2 separate regions of the Sus scrofa genome follow, and region 2 is linked to region 1. A link is a contact called in public Hi-C data. All regions are on one chromosome and are shown on one strand. The core of a region is the stretch at or near the end of the contact, and the rest is flanking DNA. Distances in the headings are between cores, read along the strand shown.

Region 1 (7,403 bases), core at 4,628-7,127:
CCCTTCTGGTGTCACCAGCCTGTGGAAGATGCTGAGGAGGGACCAAGGGCATGGTCCACCCTTGAACTTGCCACCCAGCTGGGAAGGCCAGATGTTCCCTTGAGATTTGATGAGAATTTCACAAAGTATGTGCAAGTGCTAGAACGGAGGGCAGACGTGCCAAAGCTGAAGCCAAGAGGCAGGAGGGGGCGGGCTGCAGCTCAGGCCGATGAGCAGACGGCAGGAGCTGCACTCCAGGACTTCAAGATCCTCAGCAATCTTTGGACTGTCTTCTGGAAGGGGTCAGAGGCCATTGCGGCCAAACCTCGGTAAGGGAAGGGGAGAGGGAACATGCTGGGGAGGGGCCGGTGCCTTGCCTCACAGGCCAGCCCTCCTCCCAGGACACCATGTGGCTTCCTCTTCAACATATGGTCTCCCAGCCGCTCTGTTTCTATGAGGGAGTGAGAAGGCGCCCAGGCCGGCACAGGGAGAAACGGGGGCAGGAAGGACTGCCCGCTCGAGGCTGCGGTGGCTGCCAGTCTGGGCGGGGAGGGCACTGCTCTCTAGGAGAGGCACCAGCAGACATCTGCAGCATCGCTTAGGAGCTGGTCCCCTCCTCCCTTGTCCCCAGAGGTGTCTGCTCTCCTCACCAAGGGTGCTCTGTCTACCCAAACACTTGCATCTGAGGTGGAAACACCCCCTTTGCCTCCCCCGGCCCTTCCCCTCCAGAACAAGCAAGGCCTCGCTGCCAGGCCTCGGTGCCTCAGGAAGCACTTCCCAGGAAATGTTTAATCCTCACAGAAGCTCGCCCTGCCCCGGGGAGCCAGGTTCACTCTCCCCTCCCCACCCCTCCCATCACTAGGACGCTGGGGCGCCCCCTCTCCCCCTTCCATAGGTGTTGGCAGACAGCCGCGCCCCTCCCCAAGGTGCTGCTGGTGCCCCAGGGTTCTGCTGAAGGAAAGACGAGGGGTCAGGAGCTTGGCTTAGACGCAGGAGGCCGAGAGGCTGAGCGTGGTGCTCGCCCAGGTGCTGCGGCCCTCAGCTCTCAGCGACTGACCACCAGTCCCTGGGCCTGAAGCAGGGCGGGCCGCAGGGCCCGCGTGGGCAGTTTCTCCACTGTCCGCGCAGGAACTTGCGCAGAGCCCTTCCGTCACACGCCTGAAGAGGGGGCACTGTACGGCAGGCTGCTCTTCCTGGCCTGGCATTGTGGCACTTAGGCCAGGTCCCTGTCAGGAGGCCAAGGCTCCTCAATCCTGCCTGACTTTGGCAGGAGGCCAAGGCTGGTCTTTGGCTGAACTGTAACTAGAGAAGGCACGTGAGTCCCGGCTGGTAAAGGGGACCAAGGGCCAGCTCTGGGGTGCAGGGAGGGACACAGGCTCCTGGAGACAGGGCCCAGCCTCCCTCCCCACATCAGGCCGGCTCTCTCTCCCTCCCTGCTTTGGGCTGCAAATCAAGGCACAGGAGGGGAGGGAGCCGCCTCAGGTAAAGGCACTAGGGGGCTCCAGGTGGGCTTGCAGCAGGCAATAGCCTAGGAGGCCTGGACCATTCAGGGTGGAGCCTGCCAGGTGGCGCTGGGTGAGGGAGAGGAGGCCTCGGTGCTGGACTCTCAAATTTGATGCAATGGCACCAAATGCTGCCTCATTCTATTCGGAGTCTAGAGCAGGAGCCTGCAGGGACAGGCCAGGACGGCCACAGCAGCCAGTCCCCAGCCGCCATCCTCACCCACCTCCTGCCTCACGTTCAGAGGCCAGAGCAAGACTGGGTGCCTGGCTCAGAGCCCTGTCCTCGTGCCTTCTATTCCACCACAGCTCTCGGGGGACCAGCAGCACCAGGGAGCCCAGAGAAGGAGAAGGCGGGGCGGGGGGCTGCCCTGGGCCCCCCTCATGTTGAGTGAGGTATGAAGATGTGGGCTCACCCCATCTCAGGGCTGCAGGGCGAGGCTGGCCCAGCGGAGGGAGGGGGCTGGACATAAAGAAGCGTGGACGTTGGTGAGCTTCCCCAGCATGTAAACGAGGGCTGACCCCTGCGCAGCCGCCATGCGCTTGTGGAGGTGTGCAATGGTCCTGAGATGCCGCAGACTCTCACATCTGCGATTCAGGGTCCCTGAGGCCAGGATGAGGCTGCCGGGGCAGGAGGTCAGGAGGGGTCCGATGTGCAAACTGGTGCAGGGTTTGTCCTGTGTTCGCCACAGGACAGGACGGGGGCATCCACAGGTCCTGCCGCAGCAGGCCCGCGTGCGGCTTAGAAGATCACACAATTGCTGGCTTTGGCAGGACTGGGAGTTGTTTTACCTGCAGAGACAAGGGCACCGGCAAGGGAGGGTGTGAGTGAGGTGCTCAATGGACTGGCCGCAGCCCCTCTCCTGTGACCACCCACGCCTCCAGTCTGGGTGCCGGGGCCACTCTCCCTCCCAAGCAGCCGACCTGCAAACCAGGTTAGTAGGGTCTTCGGAGAAGCAAAAGGAAAGATCCCCCCGTCCTGAGCACCTCCGGACCTCTCTGCGCTCCCCTGACCTCGGCAATGACAAGTCCTGACCTCGGCAATGACAAGTCCTGCTGAGAGGCCGTTCACCAGGAGCTGACCCCACATGCAGCCTCACGGCTCACAGGCGCACGCAGTCACCCTCTCCTCAGTCCTCAGGATGGCGGGGCCGTGAGAAGGCATCCTCGGGCCGGCTTCCAGCCCGGGCGGTGGGTCCCCCAGTTCTCAGGGCCAGGTCCTGTCTCAGCTGCTCCACTAGTCAGGCCACCCAGTGGAAGAGGACAAGATGGAGAGCCAGGCCCCGGGGCGCAGACGGCACGCTTAGGGGATGTAGCGTTAAGGCGGAGGATGCAGAGGACACACGTCATTGGGAGGAAAGGCGGGGCGAGAGGCCGGCTCTCCTCTTCCCAGGCCCTTCCATTTACAATCCTCAGCAGAGGCCCCCTGGACTCCTGCCCTGGGACCTGTGGAGGGAAGGGGGCTGCGAGGCTGAGGGTCCACATGCTCCTGGGGCGCTGGCCGCCTGTCTCCGAGGCGACACTGCTGGCTTCTTTGCTGCCAGTTCCTCCCCACTCCAGAGTCATCTCAGACTGCCTTCCTGTATCACCTTGGCTGTGAATTTAATTAAGGTGGCGCCCACCTCCTCTCCTGGGCTGTTAGGCGCTGAACAGGCCTGCAAAGAGCCCTTCCTGGGCGGGCTGCACCATTAACCGCCCCTGTGCAGGGACGCGCTGATGGAGACCAGAGCCTCCTGGAGCTTTGAGAAGGAGGGAGGGGCTGTGGCGACTGTGTCCCACTCCTCCAGGGCTCTAAGGGCCCAGGAGCTTGGGTCGTGCTGAGGCCACCCCTGGTGCAGCTCTGCTGATGGCATGCCAGCCCCCTTGCTGCCAGAGGACAGGCCCTGTGCCGCTTCCTCTCCTCAGCAGCTTGTTCACTGCCTGGGCTTACGAGCAGATGCTGAGTCCTCCCAGAGGCAGGTAAGGAAATCGGTCTGGGCTCCTAAAGCTGGGGAGGAACGTGGCCGGGGCTGGGGCGGCCGGACCTGGGGAGCCGCTTCCTGAGAGGTAGGGCGTGCTTCACACGCTCCCATCGTCAACGAGGCCGGACGGGAGCCTGGAGAGGAGCTTCCTGCTCAGGATGCACCTCCACAGCTCTGGGGGGAGGCCGGGCTGAGGACCAAGCCCTCGCACTCCACCCTTCCTCCTCGGACCCTGCCTGGGAGCACCATGTGGGCGCCCGCAGCAGATGCTGAGGCTGGTCACACCTGCTCAGGTTAACAGAGGAGAATATGACAGCAGCCCCAGATGTCTTTTTTGACAAAGTATGTGTGGCACGGGTGGCCCAAAAGAGGCTCACAAGAGAGAGTCGAGCAACAAACCAGTGAGGTGAGACTGGACGTAGGGCGGGAAGTGGAGGAGAGGGGGCCTGCCGGAAGGGCGGGAGCCTCAGGACCCGCTGGGGGTCAGGACCTGGCTGATCTGGGTCAGGGCGGAAGGAGGTGTGGGGACACTGGTATGGACGGCCATGACAAGGACAGTGGGCTCCGCCTCCCTACAGGTTTCAGGACCTCGCACTCCCCTTTTCTAGAAGATTCTTCCCCTGGATGTCCACATGGTTCTCTCCCTCCCCTCATTCAAGTCTCTGTTCAAATGCCCCTTTGTCAGAGGCCTTCCCTCCATCCCTCTGTAGGAAAGGGTCATTACCCCCCCCCACCCGCCCCCAGCAGGGTATTCACTCCACAGGGGCAGGGGCTGGCTCACTTTGTTCCCCGCTGCCCCAGGAACTCAGCGTGGTGCTTGGCACAGCGGACACTGTGCAGATGCATATTTGTTGAAAGAAATGAATGATCAGGCGGCAACAAGCCACTTAAGGTTTCATACCAATACCAACGACTGGGCATCAGTGGATGTTGATTGGGTAACATCCACGCCCTCACTCACCCAGAGGGTGATGGAAGCCCTGGGGGGGGCCCAAGAGACACCAGCAGGGCAGGGGATTTTGACATCTGCCACTTTGAGTAGGACCGCCTGCCTCTTCTCTAGAGCCGAGCGGGATCAGTCCCTCGGATGCTCACTCAGCTCCCCTCATCTGTGCTGTGTGACCAAGATCTTGGCTGGTGATGGTGCTCAGGCTCGTGGAGTCAGTGCAGCCCGAGCACAGCAGTGGGGGCCTGACCTCAGGAGCGACACTGAACTGTGAAACTTGCTCTGGACAAGACAGCTATTGCGGAGGCTCCCCCTGCAACTGGAGGAGTCCCTTGTGAAGCTCTGAACCCAGAAGCCCCTCCCCAGCTGTCCGTCCCAGACAGGGACCCAGATTTCCAGGACAGTCCTGAGACCTCCACTACTGGGATGACACAGGCAAGTCTGAAGCTCCCAGAGCCAGGAGCCCAGCAGCCGCCCTGCAGCCAGGGTGGCCCATCCACGCAGAAATTGGGGGATTCTGGGAGAGTTCTGGAAAGGCACCTGTGGCTGCAGTCACCTTGGAAAACACTGGGAGCTAAGCATGGGCTCAGGGGCCCTTGGAAAGTGGTGACCCAGAGGCACTCTGGGGCGGAAACGACCCCCTCCTCCTCTCCGTGGGTGGGACAGCGGGGGAGGGTCGGGCATGTTCCAGGCTTCTGGGCCTTCCTAACAGTTAGTGTCCCCACCGTAACATTCCAGAGACCACCTCGCTTTGGGCAAAGCCCTGGGAGGCAGGAGACCACACTGCCCTTTTCCCACTGGTGGCGGTGCGCACAGGGGCTGGTCTCTCTCTACTGCTAAGGTCTCATCTATAAAATGATGGCATCAGGAAGGTGGCTGTGAGCGCTGGGTGAAAGGATTGAGCGCTGAGCCCGCCCAGCACAGGCCAGCAACTGCTACTGAGGGAAGGCCTGTGCCTTTCATCCTCCTCTTAACGGGGCCCCAGCGTATTGGCCGGATCCCGAGAGTTTTCCTCGGGGACCAGCAGGGGCTTCTGGACATCACCTGGAACCTCCACCCCCAACCTGGCAGGCCCCTCCAGGGCGGAGCCTTGTCCAAGCATCATCTAATATGCTGCTCTGAAAACACTTGGGGTGTTTGTTTAAAATGTAGATTCCTGAGCCCAGTCCAGCAGGAGACTCCTCACTGTCTTTTGACAAGGCTCTGCCGTGGCTGCTCTTCTCTGGGGTTGGGATCACTGCCCCAGAGTCCTGAGCTCCAGGATGGGTGTGGGTAGCCAGCTCAGGAAAGGTGCTGACGGCGCCAAGCACAGGAGCAAGAAAAAACCAGAAGGAAAGGGCGCTTGGCTCTTCCACCAGTAGAGGGGGCTGTGGGCCTTCAAACCACCAGGCCGCCCGCGGCTGGATGGCCGGACCTAAAGCAAAGGATTTCCGGAGGTTCTCCCAAGGGCCACACTTGTGTTTGCAAAAATGTACGTGCTGTTTGACAACTATATACTTCTTATCAAGCAAGTTTACAGGCTGTCAGCTCTCGGCTTTTCTATTTTTCACTCTTTCACCTACCCTGTCATTGGCCCGGGTTCTCGCTTGACAAGAGGGCAGCAGAGACAGCAAGGACAAAGTCAAAATCAGAGCTCAAGCTCTAAGGGACCTCTGGAGCCCTCCCTGGCTCAACCCCTCCTCTTCTCAACTGGGAAACAGCCCTGGGGAGACAGAAAGACGTATCTGGGGTACCAGGAGCTGAGATCCATCCCACGGCTGTTCAGACGATGCTCTGAATGTTCACTGTAGGATGGGGATCCTCTCCCTGGGTGGGGGCCCCAAGGTGGTGGCTAAAGTGACTTCCTGCCATGGGACAGTTCCAAGCGCACTAGGATTGCTAGTTCCAGCCTTGGGGACCCCCGTGCACTCGGGACCCTGACCCTCTGGCGCATGGAATCCTACTGATGAGCTCCTGCTGCCCGAGAGGAGGCACTAAGCTGCAGTCAGACATTTGGGAGGCTGGAGGCCACACAGAGGGCCTTTGGGGAAGAGGCTTCTGCTTCTTGCCCTGCCTTTGAGCGAAGAACGTGGCAGGGAGAGGAAAGGTCTCGTTAGGGCCTTGAATTGCGGGCTCTTGGGTGTGGGAGGCCCATCCAGATGCACAGAGGCTGTGCGGCCTGAGGCCACTGTGTTTCTCCTAAAGGATGGAGAAGGAACAGGGCGATCTCGCGGGGCGTCCCTCTATGTGCTGGCTGCCGCCACACTCTGGCGCTCGCCTTTCTCTCCGTTTCAGTCTCCCTCTGGGCGCCAGGCACTCAGGAGAGACGCCTGCACAGGGCACGGCCCCTCTCTGCTTGACTGGCTCCTGGGCACCCTGTGCGAACACTCAGAGGGCAGCAGCAGCGTCAGTGACCATCCAAGTCACCCAAGCAGGGGAACCTGATGCTGAGACTCACCAAAGGAAGCAGGAAGGGATAAAACAATGCCTTTTTGTTTCTATGGAAACAGCACCTCAAGGTGGGGGGGGAGGACGAGAACGCTTCCACTTCACCTCCCGTCAGGACCTGGGCAGCAGCCCCTTTTGTGGTTGGGCTCACCCCTCCCCCCTTCCCTGCCAGGTGTTCACCATGGCAACCCTTCCTCCAAACAAGAGGTGCAGCGCTGCAGCAGCATCTGGTGTTGGGGGAGCCAGGGAGCCCGGGGGGGGCGGTGCGGGTGGGGAAATGGGGCGGGCTGGCTACCCTCCCTCCCTGACAGGACACTACCATTTACTGTGTCCTGGGACCACTTTATTAATTCGCCTCTCTGAGATTCCATCTGCCACCTCCACGGGTGATGTGAGGGCTAAGGAAGAGAGAGAGCGTGCCGTAAAGGACCTGCACACAGTGGCGCTCAATAAATGCTTCCTGGCCAAAGCAGCTATAGCACTGGCACTCCTGCTGCATCCAGGCCTGTCCTAACTTTCAGAGACTCAGTCTAAGTGCTATGGCAGGGCTGGGGAATCAGTGGAGGAGAGACAATTGTGATCCTTGCACTC
Region 2 (7,547 bases), core at 1,919-4,418, 330 kb after region 1:
TGGGTACAGGGGACGGAGAGAGAAAGAGAAACAGGAAGAGAGAGAATTGAGGCAGAAGAGAGACGATGGAGAGAAAGAGGCAGAAACTGCCTTTAAGACCCGTCACCACCCACCTCGGACCATCCTTTCTACTCATCTCCCTCCATACCTTCCCCAGGCCAGAGCCTCCTCCTCCAGGCAGCCTTCTCTGATTCTCACCCCAGGTAGTCGGGAAGGCCTCCTGCCTCTAGTTCCCCGACGGCTCTCCTTGATCTTACCCAGTTCTGCTCTCCCAGTGTGACTTTTCAGGCCTGCGGCCTCGGCTGGGGACCAGGTGGGCCATGACGGGGGCAGGTTGCAGGTGACCCATGAGTGTGGTTGAGGGCCCTGCTTCCCACCTAAGGGGAAAGGGGGTCCCAGAGTCCTCAGAACAGCCAGTGGAACCTCCACCCTGAGCAGCAGCCAGAGCACCAACCCAAGACAGCACACCGGGGTCGCACACCGGGCCCCAGTCCTGGCTGGGCAGCCTTGAGGCAGAGCTTTGCCCTCTCTGGGCAAGTGGCTTCATCTACAGAAAAGGACAGTGGCTCCTGTCTGGCCTCAGGAATACTCCAAGGCCACTCAGAGGGGGACGGTCCCCAAAGGCAGAAGCCCCCAGCGGCCCATCCTCCCCCAAGGGGAAAGTGCAAATCCATATCCCACCTGCCCTTCTCACAGCCCCCCACCCGTCAGGCCCCGGTCTGTCTCCCCAGCCTCACCTCCCTCAGTCAGACTGCACATGCCCCCAGGAACCCCACTCCCCCCTGCGCACACCCTGCCCCCCCGACACCCCCACTCTCCACCACAAGGGTTCCTGTTACTACCGCGCTGGGGGCAGCGCTGGGTCCACTTCACCAGACAGGACGGGGTCCAGGCTGGAGCTGGACGGACCCACTTCCAGTTGCTAGAAAGCCCGGGCTCTGGATCACCACCGGGCCCCCTCACACCCTCAGAGGGCCATCTCTCCTCCATTTTTAGGCCTTGGCCATATGCTCACCTCTTCTGGTCCCCAGGCTGGGCTCAGGCCCCTACAAGGAGCTGCCTCAGCCCTGCCCTCCCTCCGTCGCAGCTCTTAGTACAGGGTCGGCCTTCACCAGGGCACAACTCTGCCCTCCTCTCCCCCCGCAAACCAGGCGTATGAGGCCCATTGGGATGCTTCGCACCCTCCAGTCCTGCCCAGGGCCTGGCACAGAACGGCCCCTCCAAGGTGAGCAGCGGGATGAATGGAGGAGAGATGGATGGATGCATGGATCCATTCAACAAACATGCAGTGAGGACCCACTATGCGCCAGGCGCTGTTTTAAGCTCTAGGGAAATATCAATTAAAAAAAAAAAAAAGACCAAGTCCCCTGGCCTTGTGAGGCAGACATTCTAGGCCAGGGGAGGGAGGGACATGCAGAGAAACAGCAAACATTATTATAAGTTCCTCATTTATTGGGTGGTAAGTACTAAACAAACAGAAAGTAGGAGTTCCCACTGTGGTTCAGCAGGTTAAGAACCTGACTAGGATCCATGAGGATACCGTTCAATCCCTGGCCTCGTTCTGTGGGTTTAGGATCGGGTGATGCCGTGGCTGCGGCATAGGCCTCAGCTGCAGCTCTGATTTGATCCCTAGCCTGGGAACTTCCATATGCCGCAGGTGCAGCCTTAAGAAGAAAAAAGGAAAAAATGGAGAGACTGGGGAGGAAATGGGGCGTGCCGGTGGGGCGGGGGGGGGTCCCGGCTGGTATAAAATAGGGATCAACGAAGTCCTCATTGGCAGGACGCACAGAACAGACTCGAAGGAGGTGAGAGCGCCAGCCGTGAGGGGCGGCCGGCAGGTGAGCCTGAGACGCTGGCTTCTACTCACATCGAGTGTCGTGGGAGGAGGAGAGGCGTGGTTGGAAGAAGGTTCGAAAGGACCAAGTGGACTCGGTGGGCCAGGGCGGAGCCGGAGGCCCATTAGGGAACACAGCCTGCTGGCTAGTGTACAAATGCCCATGTGTGACCCCAGTGTGTGTGCACACACACACACACACACATCTCTGGAAAGGGGGCCGAGCCTGGGGGCTGCATGGCCGGGAGCCTGACAGTGGCCGTGTGGTGACTGCCTCTGGGGGGCAGCCCCTGCCTTCCCTGGGACAGAAAGGGGGAGCACTGAGGGGGCGCCCAGGTGAGATCCTGCCCCTGCCCAGTGCCCTCTCGGAGGTTGTCAGGGCCAGATGCTGGGCTTCCCGGGACCCTCCAGGCTGGGGACCAGGGCTTCTGTCCATCTGCTCCTCTCCGACCCGCCTGGCCTGGCCCTGCCATCGGTCACCTGCCATCCTGACAATGCACATCTGGCTGGGTCCAGATGACGAGGGCAGCGGACAGAGTCTCGGCTGGGTGCTAGAGACGTTTTGAAGGTTGGACCCGCGGTGGGATGTGGCTGTGGGTGGGAGACAGGAGCCGGGGCAACTCCAAGTGGGGGCCAGAGCTCAGAGGCCTGGAGCAGCCCCCACAGAGATGGGGCTCGCTGGGATGTGTGGAGCCAGGGGTGCCTGCTGTCGCCTGTGTGAAGTCACTTCGTAAGAGCTCAGGGACGAAATGGATGAACAATGAGGTCCTGCTGTGCTGCACAGGGAACTCTATCCAATCGCTTGTGATAGAACACGATGGAAGACGATGGAAGAAAAAGAATGTGTACACATGTATAACTGGGTCACTTTGCTGTAGAGCAGAAATCGACAGAACATGGTAAATCAACTATAATTTAAAATTTTCCTTAAAAAAAAGCTCAGGTGTGGGGTTCAGGAGAGGGCAGTATGGCCTGGAGTGTCATGTGGGTGGCATCAGGTAGAACTCATCTCTAGGTGGCATTTAAAGCCAGGAGCTGGGGGAGATGGATGCCAGGTGGGCAAACTGATGGGGCTGCTCAACCTTATCATCTCTTCTCACCAGGGACCCCCAGCCCAGACCCTCTGCCCTAAGGGAAGCTGGGCAGCAGCCAGGCAGGGCCCCTGGATGGCAGTAGGGGGCCCAGGAAATGGGGGTGCATTTCCTAAGAGGCAGCTCCCCAGGGGTCCAGGGTGCTCTCTGCAGACAGGAGCTGTCAGCGCAGATTAGCACGGCCGCTCTGCCAGGCCAGCTCAAGTAGAAAGAGCCGGACTCACGCCAGCCTCTGCCAGGGGCACAGCCCACAGCCCAAGGAGGGGGGCCGGGCCCCAGGCAAGGGGCGCTGAGGCTGTGGCTGGCCACTGGGCTCCCCTCTCTCTCTGGTCTGGCCAGGTCAGTGGAAGGCGCTGAGTAGCCGGGAGAGGCCGTCTGCTGCTCCTGCCACGGCCGATGCCAACTAATCAGGGCACAGTGGGTGCTGGGAGGCCAGGCCAGGCTGCACGCCTCCGGGCTGCTGAGGACACAGCTGCTGGCCCCAGCCCAGCCGGGGAGGGGCCTGTGGGCTAAAGGGGGGAGCCTCAGTGCCCACCCCTGAGATAAGAAACAATCCCCAGACAAGGACTTGGCACCCCGCACCCACTACCCCAGGGGAGGCCTTGGTGTCCTCCCAAGGCCGTCAGTGCTCACACCCTGCAGGGTGGGCCTGGCCCTGTCCCCCTGAAGGTCCCCACCCCCACTGTGGCCCCTGCTGCCCTCTTATGCATTTTTCAAATGTCCTGTCCCCCTTCCTCTGTGCAGCCTCCTTAAAGTATGTGTGGTGGCCCGTCCCCCCCGGCCCCTGACACCTCCATCACAGCACATGTGCCCCCCGGCCCATAGCTCCGGCTTGAGTCCTCCCTGTGACCCCACCTCTGACCAAAGGCCTGGCTCCATGGCCCCTCAGCGGATGTTACTTGGGATGAATGGACGAAGACACAGTGGTTCCCTCCCCTGATCTGGCGTCCCGTCCAGGAATCACTCCCTCCCCGACTAGCTTCACCCCCCACCCCCACCCCACCTCTCTCTCAGTCCCGGCTGCTCTGTCCTGTTCCCAGGTCAAGTTCTCATCAGATGTTCTGGCCAGATGTTCTCCCATCTGCCCCCATCCCTTCCGAAAGGCAGCAGGCCTGGGGAAACCAGGCCCCTCCACTGTATCTCCCCTCCCCTCCACCCGCCTTCCCTCCCTTCCTTCCCTGGGAGCTTCCAGACCTTTCCTCCATGCTGGGGGCAGGGTGGGGGGGGAGTGGGCCTTGTGTGTGCCAAGAACAGATAGTCTGAAGTCCAAGGTCCTTCTTGGGACCAGAGCCGCCTTCAGCTGCACCCCAAGCCTTAGTCAACAGGCGTGCTCAGTGAAGATGCTGAGATCGTGTAAGCGCAGGTGGAAAGTCCTCCGGCCCCTCTGCCAACAGATGCAGAGCGTGAGACTCCCACGTGATCAGTGTACAGGGTCAGCACCTTCACGGGCCCCTTCTAGGAGCAGGGGTCATGGGGATGTCTTGCTGCCCCACAGCCTGGCAAGGGAGGGCTGGGACCCCGTGGGATGGACAGAAACTGAGGTCTGAGAGGTGGAGCCACTGGCCAAGATCCCAGGCACAAACCCTGGTCTAACTGATCTGGACGCTAAAGTCTGCAGCCCCGATGCTGGGACCCGCCCTCTGCGAGGCAGGCCAGGGCGGGGCCGTTCAAGGGCACCTGTTCTACACCCGGAGCTGCAGGCTAACCCGTGTGGAGGTGTGCGTGCCATCCCCCTTGTGCAGACAGGGGTCCAAAGCAAGAGAAGAATCTTTCCCCGGGTCCTACAGCTAATTAACACAGTTCCAAGAATGGTGGCGGAGCCATGAATCCACGCTCTGCACCAACCCCTGTGTTATCCTCCCTCCTGCCCTGACCTGCCCCCCTCTGGCTGCACAGGGCCTGGCACCACGAGAGCTCTGTACCCCGACAGTGAAAGGCATTCAGAACCAAACTTGGGGGTAGGTGGGGAGACAAGGAGCCTGAACAGTATTACTTCAGCCCACGAGGCCTTTCTGCTTTGACCTCGGATGTGGGCAAGGGTCCTTCCCTGCAGGTGGAGTGGGCAGCCGAGATACCTTTGCACTAAAAGGAAAGGAAGAAGGTTGGGAAAAGGAGCAAAAAGCTCTGACCCAGGGGCTGTCAGCTGGATGGACGGGGCTCTAAAGGTGGGCAGTGGCCTGGGCGAGGCTCGGCCTTCCTGGCAGCGACCCAGCTCCCCAGGCCTCCCTCCCAACCTCCTCTGCAGCCCGGGCCAGGGGGTGCGTGGCCAGGTGCAGATGTGGGCCAGCAGCTCAGACTCAGCTGGCTCAGGCTTTAGCAGCAACTGCCCTAGATTCTTACTGGAGGGAAAAAAAAAAAAAAGCACTCTTCATTTTCAAATGGCTTGGCCAATGGCTTTTGGAAGGCCCTGCAGCTGCCTGAGGGGTGTGTAGGCTGGGTGAGGCCTGGAGTCAGCTGGTGCCAGGAAGGGGCGCTTTCAGAGACAATCCCACCCCATCATGCCAAGGCCCAGAAAGGGATAGTGACTTAGAAAAGGTCACACAGCAAGGAACCAGAGCCCAGTCTCCTGCCTGGCAGCCTGGAGCTTCTTCCCAACCCTCTCCCCACTGCTTCCCTTACCCATCAGTGGTCAAGTGGCCAGGACAGACCTACAGGGGGCGAGGGTGGAGGAACATATTTTATGGGCTTCTGTAAAGAACACCACCACTCCTAGGTGCCCCATGCATCCTGGAAAAAGTCAGAACCACGCATCGAACCAGTCCCTCCTCCTCCTTTGGGCAAGTAGGGAAACTGAGGCACAGAGACACCAAAGGGCTTCCCAGGTCACACAGCAGCCTCCCGGCAGAGCTAAGAAGCAGAACTTACATTCTCTGCCAACACAACTGAGTCTTCCTGGCTGATCGTATTTTTAAACTACTTTTTAACCTGCAGGCAGCCACCCCACTCTCCACACCTTTGCAATTAATAACCCATAATTTGACTTCGCCTGGTCCCAATTCTCTAGCCTGCCATCTAGTGGCCAAAGTGAAAGCTACAGTCTATTGCTGAAAAGAACAAGTCCCAGGGTAGAAACAGCTCTAAAGATAAATGGGGAGTTCCCGTCGTGGCGCAGTGGTTAACCAATCCAACTAGGAACCATGAGGTTGCGGGTTTGGTCCCTGCCCTTGCTCAGTGGGTTAACGATCCGGCGTTGCCGCGAGCTGTGGTGTAGGTTGCAGACACGGCTCGGATCTGGCGTTGCTGTGGCTTTGGCATAGGCCAGCGGCTACAGCTCCGATGGGACCCCTAGCCTGGGAACCTCCATATACCGTGGGAGCGGCCCAAGAAATGGCAAAAAGACAAAAAAAAAAAAAAAAAAAAGAATAACACCTAGAAAAAAAGGAGGCAACCAATCAAATTTCTCAAAGAGACATTTCTAAGAGTCCGTCCCCCTCCCCCACCCCACGTCACTCCTTCCCAGGTGACTCCGGGCAGAATGTGTGGCCCTGGGAAGGAAACCATCCCTTCTTTAAATGAGGGTCGGGATCCGTGAACCTGCTCCAACAGCCTGAGGCTCCTATTAATCAAGCTGCTCACGAACAGGAGTTCTTCTTACGGTCCCTTTCCAGAGGGCGCACTGTGTATATTTTGGATCCTAGAGGGTTCGTGCTTCTAACAACTCCCCCTCGCCAGGTTCTGAGAAAGCAAGAGTCAAGATTCATTTGCCACTGAGAGGCGGAACCAGCTCAGAGCAGGAACAGAACTCCCCACCTCGGCCGCCCTGGGCCTCCCGGCGAAGCCTCGTAGCAGAAGGAGGCCCTGAGGGAAGACCCGAACTCCTCTCTGGGCCTTCTGGGCCCCCAGCCTCCGAAACTGGCAACTCCAGGAGCACAGGGCCCAACCCTGCGCTCCTCCAGAAGACTGGATGGACTGGCCCTGGGGGCTTGGACGTGACCCCACCCATAACTAGGAGCCACCTACCCTGCTCCTCACGTGCACAGTGAGGTGGGGGGGCCGAGGGGAGAGACACATGCGCCCACAACCCCCATGCACACATCTCCACGTGCACACACCCACACACATGCACACACTTCTCATGTGCACACAACCCTCACACGTGCATGCAACCCACACACATGCACACCCCCCCACTTGTGCACACACTTCTCACATGCACACAACCCACATGTGTGTCCACACCTCCACATGTGCACACCATTTTTCCTATGGATAGAGAGACCCTCACCCGTACACACACGCACACACACGCACACACACACAGATCTACAGAAACCCACCCACAGAGAGTGACCCATACCCTGTGTGTCTATCGTGTCCCCCCCGGATTGTCTCTTCTCAACTGTCCTGTCACATCGCTGTTCCCACGCCTGTCCGATCTCAAGGCCTGAGGGGAGATGCAGGATGCAGGATGGCCTACAAAGGCCCGTGTGTGACCCCAGCACATGCACACGTATCCCCAGCACATGTGGAAAGGCCACAGGGCTTGCGGGCTGCATGGCCAGGAGCCTGACAGTGGCCGCGTGGCCCCTGCCTTCCCCTGGGACAGAAATGGGGAGCCTGGAGGGGGTGCACAGGAGAGATGGGGCCCCTGCCTGGTGCCCTCCCTGCTGAGGGTGCCTGGG

The links. A called contact is a pair of places that touch in the nucleus more often than the background predicts.
Region 2: a Hi-C map of omental adipose tissue shows a contact between it and region 1, with 2.4 times the contacts expected there. A contact is called at or near these places in 1 of 5 promoter capture datasets (liver), 27 of 47 Hi-C or Micro-C datasets (adipose tissue, alveolar macrophages, blood and 14 more) and 1 of 2 datasets of targeted methods (alveolar macrophages).

Annotation. Positions count from the first base shown.
Region 1 is chr5:8,323,189-8,330,591 of Sscrofa11.1, forward strand. It overlaps FAM83F (protein FAM83F), which reads right to left. Exons shown (of 5, transcript XM_005663777.2): 5 at 1-2,270. The coding sequence ends at 2,221. Among named protein-coding and RNA genes, the nearest start is that of TNRC6B, 16 kb to the left of the region's middle.
Region 2 is chr5:8,653,348-8,660,894 of Sscrofa11.1, forward strand. All of the region lies in intron 6 of CACNA1I (voltage-dependent T-type calcium channel subunit alpha-1I), which reads right to left. Among named protein-coding and RNA genes, the nearest start is that of CACNA1I, 46 kb to the right of the region's middle.